2 separate regions of the Mus musculus genome follow, and region 1 is linked to region 2. A link is a contact called in public ChIA-PET data. All regions are on one chromosome and are shown on one strand. Each heading gives the region's core, a stretch centred on a gene start, on an enhancer-like site or on the middle of the called end of the contact. The rest is flanking DNA. Distances are from core to core; before and after follow the strand shown. Region 1 has its middle 47 kb from the start of Gm48606. Region 2 has its middle 34 kb from the start of Gm36235.

The links. ChIA-PET counts read pairs in DNA pulled down with a chosen protein or histone mark.
Region 1: an RNA polymerase II ChIA-PET map of memory CD8 T cells shows a contact between it and region 2, with 22 read pairs. The contact joins two enhancer-like sites. A contact is called at or near these places in 1 of 15 datasets of contacts at CTCF or cohesin (CD8 T cells), 2 of 484 Hi-C or Micro-C datasets (Th1 cells and nephron progenitors) and 2 of 115 datasets of contacts at active chromatin or transcription factors (Th17 cells and memory CD8 T cells).

The regions. Positions count from the first base shown.
Region 1 is chr12:16,184,220-16,187,082 of GRCm38.p6, reverse strand. No RefSeq gene overlaps it. Among named protein-coding and RNA genes, the nearest start is that of Gm48606, 47 kb to the left of the region's middle. Within about 2 kb of position 1,517, at least 69 of the 459 cell types and tissues checked have an H3K27ac peak or open chromatin away from gene starts, as enhancers often do. A contact at or near this core is called in CD8 T cells, Th1 cells, Th17 cells and 1 more, where this site is marked.
Region 2 is chr12:15,980,418-15,983,359 of GRCm38.p6, reverse strand. No RefSeq gene overlaps it. Among named protein-coding and RNA genes, the nearest start is that of Gm36235, 34 kb to the left of the region's middle. Within about 2 kb of position 1,404, at least 32 of the 459 cell types and tissues checked have an H3K27ac peak or open chromatin away from gene starts, as enhancers often do. A contact at or near this core is called in CD8 T cells, Th1 cells, Th17 cells and 1 more, where this site is marked.

The sequences.
Region 1 (2,863 bases), core at 268-2,767, 200 kb before region 2:
TTTTTTTTTGACCTCTCTGTCCGGTTTCAGAATACATTTCCCTAAGACCACACACTTTCATCTATCTGATCTCACAGTTATCAGCATGCTGTGAATTACCTGTCACTCATTTGAAAGCAGCTCCTGAGCTCTGCTGTGATCTCCCATTTTGACTTCCAGATTATTTACCAAGCTGCTGAATCTGTAAATACACAGAGGCTTGGGTCCTTCGGGGTTTGCTCCGTCTGGACTGATACAGTGGTCAGAGAATTTACCATGCATGCTTTTGGATCTTTTGGAGTTGGCTTGGTTTTGCTTTCTGTCTCAGTGTCCAGCTCCATCAGTGTCTTACATGAGCTACACCCGGTCACGGAGAATTAACTGCTCTGTGTGAATCTCAGAATGAGTATTTTTTAAAAATGAAGGAAAGTATTTCCTTCGGAACCACATCCACTGGGCTGTGTGTGGTGTCTGCTTATATGGAGATCTTGTGGGATGGAGCTCCAGATCCCTAATGCCACAAAATAACCAAATCGACTACATTTTAAGTCAAGTTTTCTTCTTCCAGGGTGCCATGCCCACAGAAATGTTCTGTGGGGTTGTGGTACTGGGTACATGTGAGAGACAATGAGGTCTGGGTCTGCTCGCTTCCAGCTTCTTTTCACTGCCCACTGACTTTAAGCAGTTTGTCTAACTCCCCCTTTTGTGCAGAGCTTGGTGTGGTGTGAAGCTCCGGAAGAGGTTTCTTCTTCCATGGCCAATCCCGTTCTTTCCTTAGAATGGTATTTAGGGTCAGCTGACAGTCCCTATGTGTGTCTCATCTTGTCACTCCCCCGTGAGAGGGCAGCTGCACTTTCCGCTGACCATCTAGCCTATACAATAGAGACAGCCTGATGTAGAAAAACAGACCAAGGGGAAAAAGTCAGAAAAGAAACTGCCTGGCATTTCTTTATAGCTTAACTCATCCGGCGCCCACAATAATGAAATGCGTCTCCTCCTCTCGTGGGCTTCGCAGCTCTGATCCGGAACTCCCAGGTGCCCAAGTGAGGGGAAGAGCTATGAAAATTCAAGCGGAGTGACATTTTCCAAGGAGAATTGGATTAGTAGAGGGGAAAAGGCTGCCAAGATGAAAACCTTTCAGGATGGGGAACGATAAAGTGCAACGGCAACATCATACCTTCAACATGATTCTCTTCACAGTGAAGGGATGTGACCTTTGTGTGAAGGAAACCTGGGCTCCACCACAGACATTTCGCTAATGCTAATGTTCCCTTCCCCAGCTGCAAAATCCATCTGCGCCCTTCAAATACTTCTCTTCTCCTTCCTGCTCTGGTTATTTTTCCGGGCACGCTTCTTAAACTGCCAGAACTTAATATGATTTTACAACCTGCAGCCAAACTTTGGAAGCTTGAAGAATAGCTGACAGGCAGGCGCAAGTGCGAACTGACCTCCTTCACACACACATGGCTGTCAAGATAAGGGAACCCAGGGCTCTGCTGGTGTTGGGGGAAAACGGCTTAGCCTCATCTGAACTCACTTCCTGCTGGAGGGGCCGCTTGGTTGGTTGGGTTCCAGAGATAGCGTCTCACTGCGCTGCTCGGGTTGTCGTGGAACTCAGATTCAAGTTGCCTCGTCCTTCTGAGTGCGGGGCTTACAGGTCTCACTGGTTGGCTAAAACAGTTATATGGGGCATAATCCTGAGGGTGAGTAACTCGGGGTCTACAGAATATGTTCTGTAGGAATCCTCTTGAAACAAAGGAGTTATTCCTGTGTTTTTTTTCAGTCTTTTCCACTCTTTATAATCTATAGGAGTATCATTTTCTCTTCTACAGATGAGAAAGAGGAGTCCAAAACCTTTTATGTATCTGGATCTTGGGGACAGTAATCACAAAAGCAGAATTTGTACTTAGGTTTATTTTCACTGCAGTGGCCAGAATAGCTAGACACCGAGCCTCGGACACACAGTAAGGATTTTATATGCTTAATCCACCTCATGGTTGGTGCTTCCATTGTTGAACCTTTCCTAAAGTTCAAAGCCTGGGGCTGGAGAAGTTTTGTTACTTGCTCATGAATAGCAGTCCTGGGATTTTTTGTTTATCTCTCTGGCCTGAATCCACTAAGTGGCTACCGATGACCTTGAACTTCTGATCCTCCTGTTTGAACCTTCTAAGTGCTAGGATTGCATGCCTGGTTTGTGTGCTGCTGGCAACAGAACCAAGGGCTTGGGGCAGCAAGCATTCTACCAAGTGAGTCAAATCCCCAGTCCAAGTATGGGACTTTGTGATGAAGAAAACATACAAATCTAATAAGAGTTAAATGTCCTTACTGTTACCCATCATCTGAGTGCTGTGAGATCGCATCCCCAGTAACATGTTTGACCTTCAGAGTTGCATAATAAGACTGAAATCATGATGGTGAAGAAGGCAAGGAACAATCCTAAGAATGCTCTGAGCTTGAGCCAATTATTTTGTCAATAGACCATAGGAGGTTGCAGCTCACGATGTTTCCCAGTTATGAAAAGATACACATTCAAGATGAGTGAAGTTTTCAAACTATGGTTGTCACTCCCAACACACCTCCCTGAGCCTCAGGGAGTGAGCACAGGGACTCTTCTGAAAAGACCAATGACAGTTCTGAGGGGAACATACGTATATCACAAGTTTGAATTCAGCACACAGGTGGATATTTGCTGAATACCACACAGCAAGCATGGAGTTCCTCGCCCCAGAGATATCACAGCCACTTATGATCCATAATCTTCTCCCAGCTTTCAGATACAGAAACTGAAGCGCCATGAGATCGGCTCAGTGAAGCAAGAGAGTGGGAGCCTGATTTCCAATTCTTATTCTTTATGACAACTATATATTTATTATTCTTCTCGTTG
Region 2 (2,942 bases), core at 155-2,654:
TTAATGAGAACTTGCACTTCTTAAGAGTCAGAGGCTAGACCTGAAAACAGAGATAGAGGATTAGATTGTGGGGCTACATGAAAACTAAAGAATACAATTGTTAGGGGCTGGAGAGATGACCCAGCAATTCAGAATAGATGTTGCTCTTGCAGAGGACCTGGGGTTAGTTCCCAGCACTGACATAGTGTTTCAAAGCCATCCATAACTCCAGTTTCAGGGGCTCTGATTCCCTTTTCTGATCTCTGTAGGTACACACATACATGTGGTGCACATATTTTCAGGCAAATTACTCATATACATAAAATTTAAAAACAAATATATTTTAGCGAATACAGCTGCAACTATACTTGGTTTGAGGATTTGGGGAATGAATATAAAAATGTATATCAAATGATTATATAATCAGGTACACATACACACACATACACCACACATACACACACATACACCACACTTATACATACACACACATGCAAATATACCACAATACATACGTATATACAGACACATACACACACATATCGTATACCACACACACACATATAGATACACATACAGACACACATACACCACACTCACATACACACACACACACAGACAGAGGGCAGGGGGAAGAGAGAGATATTTCTGCAAGAACAAACGAAGAAAAGTATTAAAAATGGATACCAGAAATTATAAGAAAATTAAGCTGAGTGCAGTGGGACACAGCTGAAATCTTAACACTCAGAGCCTCAAGCAGGAATGTCAAGGGCAGCCAGAGCTCTGGGGACATAGCCTGTGCTGGGTGGGGCTTTTCAGTGACAACTGTCTTGGAAACATCTGTATATCTGTAAGTTCAGCAGCCTCATTGGTCCACCAAGCTGTAATTAGGTGTAATTGTTCCTTGGTCTGCTTTCTGTGCCCTGACTGTGGAACCAGACAGTTGTTCATAGATCCTTGGAAAAGTCACGCCCACTGGTCCACGTCCTGAGAACCCGGAAGAAGTTTTTTCATACCATAATTCCGTTAAGCAACTGGGCGTGTGATATTAGGTCTATTATTTCAGATTACTCCATGGCTCTGACCCCAAAGCTCAGGAGAATTTGAAAATTCTAGAAATCAGGCCTCTTATGATCATCTTACTGGGAAATGTGAATGAGTTAGGTGAGACAGGCTTGGAGTTGCTCCATCTACCAGAAATTCAAATGCAGAGAATAACTTCTCAATTATTCATTCACCCCCTGATTTAATCAGTTGATAATCTCTGGGGAGAACTCTTTACAGGTACTGAACTGGATGGGGAAATCAATAAGGCAGAGTCTCTTACAATTCTCCCTCCAAGAGCTAGAGGAAAGTTCTGGAAGAACCACTTGCTGTGAGTGATGAGCTTCCCCTGAGGTGAGGTTTGAGCTGAGTGTTATGGAATGGAAACAAGCTGGCTGAGGGCACAGAGTGAGAAAGATTGCTGCAGGAAGTGGGGGGTTGCCAGTGTAAAAGGAAACATTTTTAAAATCTGAGTTTAAATTGGCATGCTGTCCTATATATCAGCAGAAGGGATAGTTGTTCTTTCTTGCATGGAAGACATTTCCTGGGCCATTAACAGGCAAGGAAGCCTTCTACGTCTGGATGTGAGCTCTCCCCAAGGACTGACCACCCCCAGCCCCTGCCCAGGGATGTTTGCTTTGGTCCTTTGATCTCTTCTAAAGCTTTTGAAAAGTCTGTGTGATTCTCATTAAATATTGAGTTAGAGAAACACATGTGTATTAAATGCTTATCCAGGTGTCACAAATAAGCATATGGAGAGCTAAAATGGAAGGGAAGTGGGAGTGGGGGGGGGTGAGGGAAGGACAGACAGATGGACTGAAAGCCTGACTGTCCCCAGGCCCTCTGTGAAGCCCTCATCAGCTGCTACTTTCTGGCTTTCAGACTGCGAAACTCTGACCCTTTAGTCCAGGATGCCAATTTGGTTTACCCGAACTCTGTTTAGTGGCAGTGTGGGGCTCTGGGGATAAAAATATGCCTTCAGTGCTTCAGTGACTTGTGAACTAAACTGGGTCTACACGACTAGAGCTGTGATCTATTCTACACTCTCCTTTTCCTAGCTTCCCTTGTAAGCAGCCCACCCCTTCTATAGCAGTGAGAAGTCAGCAGCTCAGGGAAACATTGTCTGTCAGAGTGAACGGGAAGATGATTTCTGAGGTCACTGCAGCCAGCTCCAGCACCTAACAGCTTACAAACTAGAACAGCTCTGCCGATCCTAACTCCCCTTTAACGTTAACCAGGATCATGAAAAGATCATCAATAATCTCACCCCTTCCCCATTTCTCGCAGTTACTCACACTCACCAACATCCACAAACAGCTGAGTGAATATTTACTGACACCAAGAGTTTTTTTTTCTGCCTATGACCTTCAAGAATTCAGAATGGACTTGATAATTATGAGCAGCGTCCACTTCAATTAAAATAAAGTGGGGGAGGGGGGAACAGCTGTGAATGCTGGTTGCTATCATGCTTGTTAGCTTGCATGTGTAGAATATTTTCAATTAAATAAACAGAAATGTGTTTTTCAAAAGGCAGTGACATCTAAGCAAGTGGGAAGGAAACAGACACCTGGCCATGGTAACTATCTAAACACCTGCCCTCTGCCGCTAAAGGGCATCTTTTTCTGCCAGAATCTGCTGTGTATCGTGGAGGAGAAGATTTGCCAGAGTGTAAATGGGCCCTTGGTTCTGAAGGAAATGAAATATACTGTCTCAGGTCAGTCTAACCAAATCCTAGATTAGAGGCAGATAGAAGAGCCACAAGAAAATTTAGACTTGAGCCTTTCTGACAGATACTGCCAGCCAATTGGGCTAGTAGTCTCCCCAGACAGCATAGTCCAGGGATCCTGTCTCTGCCTCCTCAAGCTGGAATTATTGGTGTGCTGTTGTGTTACCTGGAATTTACATGAGTTCTGGATTCC